Regions from separate parts of the Gossypium hirsutum genome. Here region 1 is linked to region 2. The links are chromatin contacts, called in public Hi-C maps. All regions are on one chromosome and are shown on one strand. The core of a region is the stretch at or near the end of the contact, and the rest is flanking DNA. Distances in the headings are between cores, read along the strand shown. Region 1 has its middle 9.1 kb from the start of LOC107947196. Region 2 holds the start of LOC107947190 (two-component response regulator-like APRR5).

Region 1 (3,915 bases), core at 621-3,120, 48 kb after region 2:
ATGTCGATGTCAATTGTGCCAACATTCAATTATGTATATTTATATATAAAGTTTGATAGCAAAAAATAAAATAAAATAATAAAACACGAATTTCCTGAGTTACAAACAAAGACAAGTTGATTCAATTTCTGGAATTAAAGACTTGCAGTACTTTTATTACACATTTACCATCTTTCTATTTTGTCCTTCTCGATATTCAATTTGTCCCTCAAATCAGACAAAATGGCAGTGGTAGGTGTTTGTTAATGAAGTGGTGGTGGTACCACTGCCACTAAAACTTGTAACCAAAACCCGGTTCCATGGGGGGATCGGATCATGGATGATGATGATCCTTTGAATGAAACAAGTGCAACCACCCTTCTTTGTCTTGTCACTTTGCTTCCTGCCCTAACCCAGGCATCCCCGTTTTCCCCCTATCTCTTGTTATGTAGTAATGGAACCTGGTCTTTTTTTTCTTTTTCTTTTTCCATTCTGTCCTACCTCATTTAAACCATACACATACACACACTTTAATGTACTGGTTTCTTAATTTACTCTTTACTCGTATAGGTGAGTAAAAATGAGTGTAAATCGATTTAATTTAGACTGTCTAATGAGTTTCACATTACTTTCGATTATATCAGTTGGTGTAAGAACAATCATAGTAATCAGGTTTTTTTTTGTATTGATGAAAATTCTTATAAGCTTCATGAACATTGATTTATGTGTATGTTCTTATGGAACTTTCATCTTATTATTTTGAATTTATTGAATGAAAAATTTTTATTTAAAAATTATTTAGTTTCATATTTATAATTATTATGTATATTAAATAATTTGCAAAAAATCTATAAGGTTCAAAATTTTATATAAGAAAAAACCAATACTAATACGTATGGATTTTAATTAAAAAAATATTTATTTATCTCACAAATTCATAAAAAGGGATTAAATCGAAAAGTTGACCGTAGAAATACAATAGTAGGTTAAAAGATATGAAAAAAAAGGGTGGTGGGAGACATGTTTCTCCACCAAGGAACAATGGAATAAGGAGGGTATGGTATGGACCTCCCTCCCATTTGGGCATTGGGGTATATTTGCTTTTGATTCAACATAAATTTCTATAATGCTACCACCGCCAAGGAAACCAAAACCAAATTGCTATAATGCTCTTTCCCTTTTTAAACTCAAAGCTAAGCTATTATTACTAGTATTTTGTTGTTAATTTTATACTAAAATATAGTAAAGTTGTAAATAAATTAGATTATGGTATTTTGGGATTGGGGGAGCCATGTGAATGGGACATGGGTCTTAACTCTTATATCCCTTAAAAGGGGACCACATGGTCCTACAAAAGATTTCAACAATCTCTCCATCAGAATATTATCTTTGGCACTTTCTGGTTTTAGTGTTTTATTATTTTATTTCCCCCTCTCTTTCTTTTGTACCATGTGGGACTTTTTTCTTTCAATTTTTTAAAATTGTCAAATCTTTTTTTATTGCTTATTCAATTATTAAATTATTAATAAATTTATATTTTGATCACTCAATTTTAAAACTTTGTGGTGTTGGTATAATTTATTTATTATTTATTTTTTAAATTTGCATATGCTTTTGTATAAGTGCTTAATTATGAATTTCATTTTTAGTTTTTCAAAATTTATTTTAGTAAATTGATTTTTATTGCTGAGTTGTTGATTTTCATATTAACAACTTAACAGTGTTACTCAGATAGTTGTTCAATTCCGTATGGTACAAATTAAAGTAAAAAACGTGTCAGTTTTCAAAAAGGAACAAGTGGAAATTGGGTCAGGCTAGAGGCCCCAAAGCCTTTCATAAAGCAACAAAAGAATGCTTGATTGCTTATGCTTTTTTTATTGCCCTTAGTTATGAAAATTTCCAAAAAAAAGCCCATAATAATTAAGCATATTTGGATGGGGCTCTGCCATATTATACCCAGAATCATATAGGATCCAAAAGTAGTATAGTACATGTAACATGGCCATGCAGTTAGAAATAGGACCTGATACACGCCAACTGACTATGAGCCCCATTTCTGAGTAATAAATATGTGGCTACCAAATACCACGCTTTCTCATATAGAGAAATGCTAATGGCTTGGATGGTAAGTAAAATAATATATGGCGCATTGGCATCTAATCTATAAATCATAGTTGTAACCCTCCACGAGGGGTGTAGTGGTACCTCTAATTAGGCTAAATGATAAGCATGAACAGTGTAAATTAGACATAAAACCTAGGTTTTAGCTTTTACTGCAAACTTAAAGATGCTAAGGAGGCCGTTGAACTAAAAACGCAGCTGGTAGGGAGGTTATGTGTGCATTCGGGCTGAATGTATGTCCTGGATATATGCTTTCACCATTTGAGACATAGTATCATATATAGTTAAAAATTAAACACAGCTTTTAAATATGATTACTTTCTTAATGAAGCATTTATTTACTGTAGTAAAGGCAATTGTAAGTTAACTACGCTACTAAAAGATGCAGCAAATCACAGACAGACTGAATTCTCTTTAGCTTAAATTTCATATGAAATCACTGTTCATATAAATTTGCAGAGTGTACTATCGTTCCATAAAGAACATAATAGTTCAACTACAATTATTTAGTATTACTAGTCAAGGAAAATAAAATCATTACTGAGGAACAATCGCGCGTACAGCAAAATTCTTTTTGCCCCCAAGGACTTACTTCGTAGCATCCACATGCAGTGAAGTTTCAGCATGTTTCAAACTTTCCAGAGCAGAGATTCGCCTATCCAGAGGCCCGTGAAGACTTTTCACCTTGAGACAAAGAGACAAGTAAAAAAATATAAGCACATACGCACACACCAAAAAAAAAAAAAAGTGCCTATGTTAGATCTCCTGAAAGGCATGCATGAATTTGATTCTAACCAAACAAACAAGACAAACGTATTCGATTTTGTTAATTATTCGGTTAATTAAAGCATCATTAACCAAGAGCAACTATTACCTCATTGGGATGGTTCTAATATATAGTCTCGAGTGGTAGAATCTTTCTATATAAATCAAGCATCCGGTGTTAATTATCTGTCTTAATACTATTCTATCCTTTGCTATATAATATACATCTTATGGCTTCACTCTTGAAGAAACTACATCTATAGCTAGCATACCACGGGTTCCATAAGGCACAATAAAGAACAACTATGGATGAAAAAGGTCCGCCACCAGACAGGAACAACTAACAGAGAATCGGACCGAATTGGATGAAAAGCAAAAATGCACTAAAAGTATGGAAAAGAATTGATCATTCCAAATGAATAATGTCAAAAGATGAACAAAGAATAAGAAATTTTAACTTGAATCCCTATACCCTAAAACTTCTCCATTTCATCTACTAGCAATGTTTAAGTACATAGTGTGGCTTTTATTACATTGCATTGTCAACCCCCCCTCCCACCTATGCATCTTAATCGGGCTAATTTCGACCTGAAAATCAGCCTAAAGAGATAACTCTAATAGCATATATCCCCCACAGCCAGAATAGTGAACAACCGACGATATTCTAATATTTTCATACATAATCACTAATCATCCAAGCATATATACCAATCAGCGCCTCCTTCATATACCAAATGCATGGTAAACAAACAATCCTGCAGCAGAACCAATCACATAGAGGGAAAAATTATAAAATGAAACATCTAAAGTTCAGTTTTCCAAGCTTCGATACCGCCATGAATATGGTTTTTTGCTAAACAAAACTTGAAAATGAGCATAAATCCGAAAATGGAAATTAACCCATAAATTTAATCGGAAACTGAAAGGCAATTAATATGCTATGAAACCAAACAATGTGAAAAAGGAAAATGTGGGGCGAAAGGACCTGTTGGGCGATAGATTCATGAGCAACCTTGTAATCTTTGTAGAGGATGTAGAGGCCGAGAAACG
Region 2 (3,420 bases), core at 912-3,411:
AAAAATGCTATCCATTTGTTCTAAAACACTTCAAAATACAACAGAAACCAACCTTGTAAAGGCTGATGAATTAGGATGCCAGAGAATAGGTCTTTCTCGAGCAACATTATTCTCAAAATCATTATTATTACATCTTCTCAAGGAAAGATCTAAGGGTGGAGAAGAATCAAACTTGCTTGTGCTATTTATTGAAGAAAAATTGAAATTTCTGTTAAATGTTCCCATGAAATCAATAGCTTCTCTTGGTGAATCAGCAAGTGCATTACCAGCCTCAACCGAAATATTCATATTCGTTCTTTGACATTCCAGTTCAACACCCTTGTACGCAGCTGTCAGGTTGGGATCCTTGCAGGCATTGACTGCTTACAAATTTGATTGAGACATTGATAAAAGGTTAGATGTTCTCCTACTGAGCAGAAAAGCAATGCCAAAACTCAAAAAATTTCCTGTCTTACCACTAGTTTTCGTCTCATGCATGAGCAGATTCTGATTTAAACAATCATGAGCTTCATGCATCTGCGATCCACTTGGTTGCGATTTTCCCTTTATCAAGTCTGAAAATTCCTGGATAGTTTCCATGTCGGCACTCTCAGCTTCCATGTCCGGCTTTATACAAGAGTTCTGCAAGAGATAGTAATTATGCATTATTGTAAACTTCATGTACCCAATTTAAACTGTAAACAAAAACAAATTCCTTTTGACCATGAGTGACCTCTTCAATACACATAAATCCCTACTTGAATTCGTGACAAGATAGCATATAAGCTTTAACACTCCACACACCAAAAATTCACCGCTATGGAAATAGTATATCATCTTAAATGGCGCGGTTAAGCGTAAGGCAAATCTTATATATAGGAAATTCACTGATCAATCAAACAACAAAGCTCAAATGGCACTGACCTGAGTATCACTTCCTTTATCAGTTTGTCTTGCAGCATCATTTTCAGAGGTAGCTTCAACCTGTTTGCGTCCAATGCTCTCATCCCCGGGGAAGTTTCCGCCAATTATAGACTGATTCAAACAACAGATACAAAACAGGATCAGAACAAAAAAAATTGGAAAATTATTACAAATAAAGTAAAAGAAGAAAAGCATACTGATTGTCTTCTCCACGCATGCTGCCATAAGTTTCTCAGTTCATTTCTCCTTACTGGCTTAACAAGGTAATCAGCAGCCCCTCTCAACATGCATTTGTATACTGTGCTAACTGAATCTTGTGAGGACATCACTGCAATATTCACGCAAAATGACAAAACAAGAAACTTGATTTAAGTTTAGTTTGTTACGGACCCATAGTAGAAACTATAACAAATTCGTATCTTTTTATATCATACTTATAACAGGGATGCTTTTACAAAGCTCATGCTCCATGATTAGTGTAAGAAGAGCAAATCCAGATATAGATGGCAAATCCACTTCTGCCAAAATGAGATCATAGTTATGGGGTTTTCCCTTCAGCATCTCCCATGCCTTCAACCCATCTGGAACTGCAGAAACTGCTCAAAAAGATGGGGGGAAATGCACCATTTTCAGTTCCAAATGTAGTATAAAACAATTCTAAAGAATTTCTTATTTGAAAACAGCTTAATTCCAAGATCAAATAACACCCTTTGTTGTACTTTAAAAAAAAGGAGAAACAAATAGTAATAGTTCAGGGATAAAAATGAGGTAAAAAAAGGGATTTGCCCTAACCTTTATAATTGCATTTCTTGAGAAGAGCAGCTATAATTTGCCTGGTTGAATCATCAGCTTCGATCAACAAAACCCTCAAAGCCATCCACCTTTCCCATTTCACCACTTCGCCATAGACACAACTTTCTTGCTGCTGCTTCTTTTTCTTCTTCTTTATCCCTTCAAATTCCCCATTTTCCATCTCTGTATCACTGTTACCTTTCACCTCCTTCACTTCCTCGCAACTCATCACCACAAAATCCCCCATAGTTTTGTTTTTTTTTCTGCTTCTTTTCTTGTATACCACTAAAATCTATTGCTTTTTTTTTTTTTTTTACAACTCTGAACTTAGCAAAGCAAAGTAAAGAATCGAAAATCAGTCCAATTCCCAACTACTAAAACCAACATTGGCTATACCACCAAAAAAAAATAATAATAATAATAATAGAAATCTTAACTTTAATCGAACGGTAAGAAACTGAATCAAGTATCCATCTAATTCTAATCCAACGGTGATAAATATCTGACCGGCGACCAAGGTGGAAAATATCTAAAAATCTATTTTGTGTGGCCTACGGAAAGCCATGGATTGTGGGGCTCATATTTTACCAAAAAGAAAAAAGAATGAATGAAAAATAAGGGGTCAAACATGGGCTTCGGCTTCGGCTTCGGCTTCGGCGTTTGGGGATATTTTTCTTGTGTGGGACCCACTGCTAAAAAATCTATTTCGAAGCAGATATTATTTCTGTGAGTGCTTTTAAGGAGACATTCGATTTACTGGACAGTAACCCAACACGTGGGCGTGTTGCAGCGGAGCTCTTTTCTCTTCTTCTTTTTTTCAAATGTATAAACTGCACCATTAAGTCACCCAACTTTAACAAATATTCGATTTGGTCACTGAAAATAAAAATCTCAAATAAAACACCATGGTTAGATAGTTTTTTCGGTTTAATCCCTCACCGTTTATTTGGCTAATGGCAGGATAAGGGAACATTCATTTTAGTCATCCATTTTAATCAAATTTCTCATTTTAGTCACTCGTTTTCTTTTTAAATTTATTTTATGTTATTAAACAATAAAGTAAACCTAAGGTTTAAAAGGAATTGAGTTATTTGGAAATAGAAGCTGAAGGGACCTTTTATCTTTTTTTTTAGAAAGCATAATAGTAATTTTAATCCTTAATTTTTACATCTTTTTTGCCATTTTTTGTTCTTATTTTTAAGCTAATTTTGATTATTAACATTTTTATAAAGTCAAATCATTTTTTTAAATAGCAATATTGACTAAAATATTTTTTACGATATTAGTTCATGTATACTTCATACTAATACAACACTATTTTTCTTAAATGATACATCAACAAATAATTTAAAATTTATAAAAATATTCAGAAAAATAAATAAATAAAAGTTCATAAAAATTCAAAATAATTTTTAACAAAGAGAAGAAATTTGTAACACCCCTAACCTGTCTCTGTAACCGGAACGGTCTGGACTACGTCACACGACCGTGTGACCCCTGTTTTCCTATTTTTCAAGTTTTTTTTTTTCAAAATTTTCTATTTTGTTTCAAATTGGTTCCTGATTGTTCCCAAGTTATTTTTAAGGTCCCGAAGGCTTGGTTAGTATTTTTACTATGATTATATTAAGTTGCATAATTTTTTCCGTTTTGAAATTAAACGTTTTGATTTGTATGGTAATACTCTGTAACCCTAATCTGGTGACGGAAACGAATAATTTTTGTTCG

Evidence for each region. A called contact is a pair of places that touch in the nucleus more often than the background predicts.
Region 1: a Hi-C map of leaf shows a contact between it and region 2, with 3 times the contacts expected there. The contact joins the enhancer-like site here to the promoter of LOC107947190 in region 2. A contact is called at or near these places in 4 of 34 Hi-C or Micro-C datasets (callus and leaf).

Annotation. Positions count from the first base shown.
Region 1 is chrD12:60,376,176-60,380,090 of Gossypium_hirsutum_v2.1, forward strand. No RefSeq gene overlaps it. Among protein-coding and RNA genes, the nearest start is that of LOC107947196, 9.1 kb to the right of the region's middle. Within about 2 kb of position 1,871, at least 8 of the 9 cell types and tissues checked have an H3K27ac peak or open chromatin away from gene starts, as enhancers often do. A contact at or near this core is called in leaf, where this site is marked.
Region 2 is chrD12:60,328,207-60,331,626 of Gossypium_hirsutum_v2.1, forward strand. LOC107947190 (two-component response regulator-like APRR5) reads right to left here and starts at 2,162. Exons shown (of 7, transcript XM_041107560.1): 1 at 1,696-2,162; 2 at 1,101-1,231; 3 at 904-1,014; 4 at 456-621; 5 at 53-359. The coding sequence starts at 1,942.